2 separate regions of the Oryctolagus cuniculus genome follow, and region 1 is linked to region 2. A link is a contact called in public Micro-C data. All regions are on one chromosome and are shown on one strand. Each heading gives the region's core, a stretch centred on a gene start, on an enhancer-like site or on the middle of the called end of the contact. The rest is flanking DNA. Distances are from core to core; before and after follow the strand shown. Region 1 holds the start of CCPG1 (cell cycle progression 1). Region 2 holds the start of RSL24D1 (ribosomal L24 domain containing 1).

Region 1 (2,700 bases), core at 159-2,658, 200 kb before region 2:
TTGCTATGGCCTGGGAAAGCAGTAGAAGATGGCCCAAGTCTTTGGGCCCCTGCACCTGCGTTGGAGACCGGGAAGAAGCTCCTGGCTCCTGGCTTTGGATGGGCACAGCTCTGGCCATTGTGGCCAATTGGGGAGTGAACCATCGAATGGAAGACCTCTCTCTCTCTCTCTGCCTCTCCTCTGTGACTCTGACTTTCAAATAAAGAAATAAATCTTAAAAAAAAAAAAGGAGAAAGCAAAACTAATTCAAACAATGTGAAAGGGTTACTTAACATACCATGTTAGCAACTTAAGGATAAGAAGGTTAATTAAAATTGCAAATACCTTTCAAAAAAGAAGTCTTAAAATTAGCTCATTGAAATTACTTTTGAGTATTCTAAAAATCTGCATATTGGTGATACCAGCTTTCTTACTAATTGTCAGATTCTACTCTTGACTTTCCAAAGTGTTTTAGCATAAACACATTTATATATATAAGAATATATAAGAATATAAATGAAAACAAGGCACTGAATAATCAAATGTATGTTATAGAAACTCTACGTACAGAATTATTTTTTTTTCTTTTTTGGTGTTGTGGCAACAATTGAAGTTAATAGGTGTATGGGTAACACAAAAGAAAAAAAGTTTAACTTCCAGGCAACTTTTTGTCTCTGCTCACGCCCACCTGTTAATTTTTCTTAAACTTATGTTGCCACAACTGAAGGACAGACTTTATTCTGTTTACATTAAATGGTGACTTAAGTGCACCATCTCCCCTCCTCCCCCGTATGCATTTTTGGTCAAGGCACAATGTAAATAAATGCAAACTTAAGGGACATTTGCCTTGTTCAAAACCATCCCCAGTCTGCAGTTGTAGCACCAGTTCTTAGCATCCCCAATAGTCTTGACACCATGAGAAGCAATCATGGCTTAATAAAACCTTCATTTACATTGGTAAATGCAAAAGCTCTGTGGTTGCTTAGAATTCTCTGGAGGCTGGGTGGGAATAGGTGGTGCCTCAGATTATATCAAAGAATATCAAACAACAATCAAAAGCATTTAGTCCTCTGCTCAGACCCACCCAGTCGGTGTCCGTCATTCTCGCTCCCTTGGTAAATTCTTGGTAAAATCTTCTCTTGCAGCAGATGGCAGAAGAGCGGCGAGCGCCCCGGGAAGTGGCCTTTTACCTGCACCTAATTAAACTAGAGAGGAACTATTGGCTGGATCAGTGAGCATAAACCGATCCGCCCGACCCAGGCAGCTTTCCTAGTCCTTTCTGGTGGCGGCAGCTCGTCTCCATAGCAACCGGCCGCGGGCGCCGGGGCCCGGATGTTGTGAGGCTCCGCGGCCTCCTGGCCCGGCTTCCTGTAGCCGCCCCGTGGTGAGCTGCACTCCTTTCTGGGAGTCGTAGTTCCTTACTCCGCCGCCGCCTGGAATGGATCCGCGAATGGGACTACGAGTCCCGGCATGCGCTGCGGAGAACTGCCGGCCGCCGCCTCCCGGCTGCGGACGCCCGAGAGCAGGTTGTTGTTTTTATGAGAGGCGTCACTGGCGCCTGGAGCTGTGACTGCCGCCACCGTGACAGCCAGTGCCGTCTGGCGAAGGTGGCGCTGCCCCTTCAGGTATGACTCTGGGCGAGTTCAGACCCCGCGAGAGGGTTTGGGGCCGACTGTCGGGGCGCGTGGACTGCACCCTCGGCACGGCAGCCTCCCTGGACAGCGGTGCAGTTTCTCTCCTGGGAAGGGGCTTCTCGGGCGGGCACTGGACCCGCTGGCGCTTGGCTGGGGCGACCGCCTCGGGGCAGGAGTCCACAACCCTCGCGGTTCGAGCTCACCCATGGGGCTTGGGGCCGGGTGGTCCTGTAGACTCCAAGCCTCGCGCGCACCTCGGAGCTGTGCTCCGGCGTGGGGCAGCCGGCGGCCCCGGGGACCCTTGTTTCGCTGGGTAGTTCTGGGGCGCTTCTCGGTCTCGACTGATGGGAGTCCATATGGTAAGATGAAGGGTGCGTCAGCCTGCCGAGTTTCCTGCCGGCCCATCTTTTTTGGTGACGTTTGAACCCCGTGATGCCAGGAATAGAAAGATTAAGTGTGAAATAATGCAGCTGCGATTTCTGCTGTTGCGCCAGCCTGGTAATGATCAAATCGCGGCCCCTACACTTCTCCCCTCAACCCGCCTTTCTTAGCGTCCATCTCTTAATTGATTTGGCGTGGTCAACAGCTGACCCACGCAGTCCCTTGCAAGCGTTCCGTGTTTGTCTTTAATTATAATGAATCTCCAACGCTCTTTCATCGGGAGCGCCGATTTTAAGGAACCCAGACAAGGAAGATAACTTTGTTTAGTGGTGCAATTGCACTGTTCCGACTTAGACTTAGTGAAACACGGAATTGAAAGACGGGCTTTCTTGAAGCTACTGTAGGTGTAGCTGCTTAGTACCGCTGATTTTAGGCTAATTTGCCTTCTTCAGTTCACATGCACAGTTATCAGCGCATATCTTTGGTTTAAGGTTTGCATCTTGCTACGCCCTGCACCTCCCAGGGGCTATTTTTACACACAAAGTGTGAATGGTTTACTATTTTTTCCTGAGCCTGTTGTGGAATGGTGGAAGGGATGGAGAAAGTGAGATTGTTTTAATTCATGATTTTGACCTCTTTACACTAAGAATGGGGTGCCAGTCAAAAGAGTTTGAAAAGAAACTTATTCCTGAACAGTATTTTAAGA
Region 2 (2,916 bases), core at 70-2,569:
ACCTGAGCACAGAATGTTGATTACTACAGCCTGGGAGGTTCAGGAGAGATAAAAGGAGTTTGGATAAATAACAGGGAAAGCTGGGTGTGATTCATTAATTGTGACAAATATACTAATACATGTTTTAGGGGAAATTGGGGGAGGGGCATATGGGAACTCATATTACTACCTTACAATTTTTTGTTTTGTAAATATAAAATTAATAAAATATTCATATAAAAATTAAAATAGTGTTTAGAAAGGCTCACATATAATAAGTCCATATTGGTTTGTTAGGAGGAAGTCTGAGAAGTACATTCTGACCTTTTAAAGTTTTTTTTTTTTTTTAAGATTCATTTATTTACTTGAAAGGTAGAGTTACAGAGAGAAGGAGAGACAAAGAGATAGAGAATCTTCCATCAGCTGGTTCACTACCCAAGTGGCCACAATGGCCAGAGGTGAGCTGAGCAGAAGCCAGGAGCTTCTTTCCTGTTTTGCACGTGAGTGCCGATTCCCAAGGGCTTGAACCATCCAGGTGCCTTAGCAGGGAGCTGGATCAGAAGTGCAGCAGCCAGGTCTTGAAGCAGCCCTCATATGGGATGTGAGTGTCATAGGCAGTGGTTTACCCCATTGTGCCACAGCAGCAGTCCCAACACAAGCATTTTTAAATTTACTGTTGCTTTCTTAAGAAGGTAAAGGAAATAACCTAAGACCACCAAGCAGCAGGCAGCAGCAACAGAGGCAACTTAAAAATTAGTTAATGCTGAATGTGGTTTGCTTTTGGTTTGGTTTTGCCACCATTAGTAATCAGGATGCCTGGTTTTAATGGCTACACATAATTAAAAGAGAAAACCTCAGGTTTGATAGGGGGTAGCGTATTGCAGCTGAGAACTCTGTCAATACCTAAACACAAAGCCAGGACCTAGTCTTTGTCCTTAGTCTCTTATGACAACTTGTAACCACAAATCTGCGCTTCGATGGGTCTGAGTTCAAATTCATACTATTTAATTTTTCCACGAATAATCCAAGGTGTTAACCTAAAGAAGTGATTTGCTTTGAATTACTTTCTATAAGTAAAACAAAAATCTTTTTAGTGAGAACATCTCTACATAGGACTTACAGGATTCCTACAGAAAAATCCCTCTACGATTGAGCGCACACATTGTAATTAAAACACATTCGTTCTCAAGAGCCATGCTTAGTCTGCGGCTCTGCGCCTGCGCCGGACGGCAGCGCTGTTGCCCGCCCGGCCTCCGGGAGGCGCTATCATGTTTGGATCCAGTCTTCTTGGCCAGCAGGACTGGAAGGTGCTTGTCTTTTCCGGGTTGGGGCCGGGGTCGGGGAGGAGAATCACTTCCTGTGGCCGGGCTACGTCACTTCCTCTCGGGCTAGGCCGTTTGGTCCGTGGGTACCCACGCGGATTCAGCATGCGTATCGAGAAGTGTTACTTCTGTTCGGGGCCCATCTACCCCGGCCACGGCATGATGTTCGTCCGCAACGACTGCAAGGTGGGGCGGCCGAGGCCGGCGTGGCGGTGGACGCCGGCTGTGGCCCGGGTTCACCGTCCTCTTCCGAGGGCCCTGGCCTGTCTCGTGTTCGGGGAGCCTCATTGCTGGTGTCTGAGCGCGGCTGGGGGCCGGACCACCCTTGGGCGGGGTTCACAGAGATTGGAGTCAGGCGCGAGCCCAGCCCGCGCCGCCGGGGAGCCTGGCTCGCTTGTAGGACAGCTTGGTCCCTCTTGTACGTGGTTCAGTTTCTTGAATGCTGTGCACTGTTGTTGAGCGCATGCCCAGTCAGGCATTCCACAGGTCCCCGTCCATCGAGAGAAGACGTGGTAGTGTCCACAGTGTGAAGAAGTGGTTAGACGAGCGGCGGGTGACTTCCTAGTAGAGCTGGGCGTCAAAGTTGCGAGAGGGGAGCCGGGGAGGGTTGCGGATGAAAAGTCCCAGAACGGAGGTGATGTTTGTTCTGTGTGTTGGAGAGAGAGAGAGAGGGAGGAGAGGGCACTCTAGGTGGAAGGAAAAATCAAGTTTGAGCAACGGCACGGGGCGGAGCTGTTACGTCTCCGAGGAAGAGAATGGGTTATAGATGTCGTTCGAGGCGTGGGGAAGTGCCAGGAATACGAGTGTGATAAGCCTGTGTATTTTTCATGGAATGCATAACAAACACATGCATCTAGGTATGAAACTTAGCTGTGAAAGACTTGCGAGTGTAATCTCTCATATCAGAGTGGAGCCCCTTCCTCCGCTTCCGTAACGTGTTTCTCCGAATTTGAGCTCTTCTGACTTACAGGGCGCTTGTTAAAAATACAGATTGCGTGTTTATACCAGATCTGTTGAGTTGCAGTATCTGTTGAGCGAAGTTATTTTTACATCCTTACGTTCGTTACCTTGTATCTCTTATTGACCAAAGGCGGACATATTAAATTGGGAGCAGGAATCTTGCTGAAAACTGTGTTTGGGAACTTGCACCAATGTCTAGGAGATCTTGAACACTTGTTGTCAGGAACTTGATACAGTTGTAATTCTCGTCCAACACTGCGTGTCAGCCGGGTGTTGGAATTAGAGCTGCTGAGAGCTGGGTGTGGATTCGGTAGACACAGTGGAAGTTCGCATTGCTGAGAACGTCTGTGTTGTCGGCTAGGACAGTGTTGAATTGGCTAGGAGTCGACTCTCTTGGCTTGAGAAAGACCGATGGTTCCAGAACTGAGTTGACAGGGGGTGACAGCCTTGAAGCTCTATCAGAGAGCAAGCATCTCTTCTAAACTGCTGGTGATTGTCACCTGTACACCTTGGCTCCCGCTTGACTGTCACCTGTACACCTTAGCTCCCGCTCTGAGCTCTCCACTGCATGGGGAAATCCTGGTTGCACCCAACCGTGGGCCTGCTCAGAATTTATTTTTACCTTTAATCCTTTCGGTGTCTGAATTAATACAAC

What was found. A called contact is a pair of places that touch in the nucleus more often than the background predicts.
Region 1: a contact with region 2 is called in a Micro-C map of ear pinna, with 7 times the contacts expected there. The contact joins the promoter of CCPG1 here to the promoter of RSL24D1 in region 2. A contact is called at or near these places in 2 of 6 Hi-C or Micro-C datasets (ear pinna and an unstated tissue).

The regions. Positions count from the first base shown.
Region 1 is chr12:78,127,826-78,130,525 of mOryCun1.1, reverse strand. It overlaps CCPG1 (cell cycle progression 1), which reads left to right and starts at 1,408. Exons shown (of 10, transcript XM_070054222.1): 1 at 1,408-1,604. PIERCE2 (piercer of microtubule wall 2) reads right to left here and starts at 1,291. Exons shown (of 2, transcript XM_008268977.4): 1 at 1,064-1,291. The coding sequence starts at 1,081.
Region 2 is chr12:77,925,367-77,928,282 of mOryCun1.1, reverse strand. RSL24D1 (ribosomal L24 domain containing 1) reads left to right here and starts at 1,319. Exons shown (of 6, transcript XM_002717715.5): 1 at 1,319-1,487. The coding sequence starts at 1,407.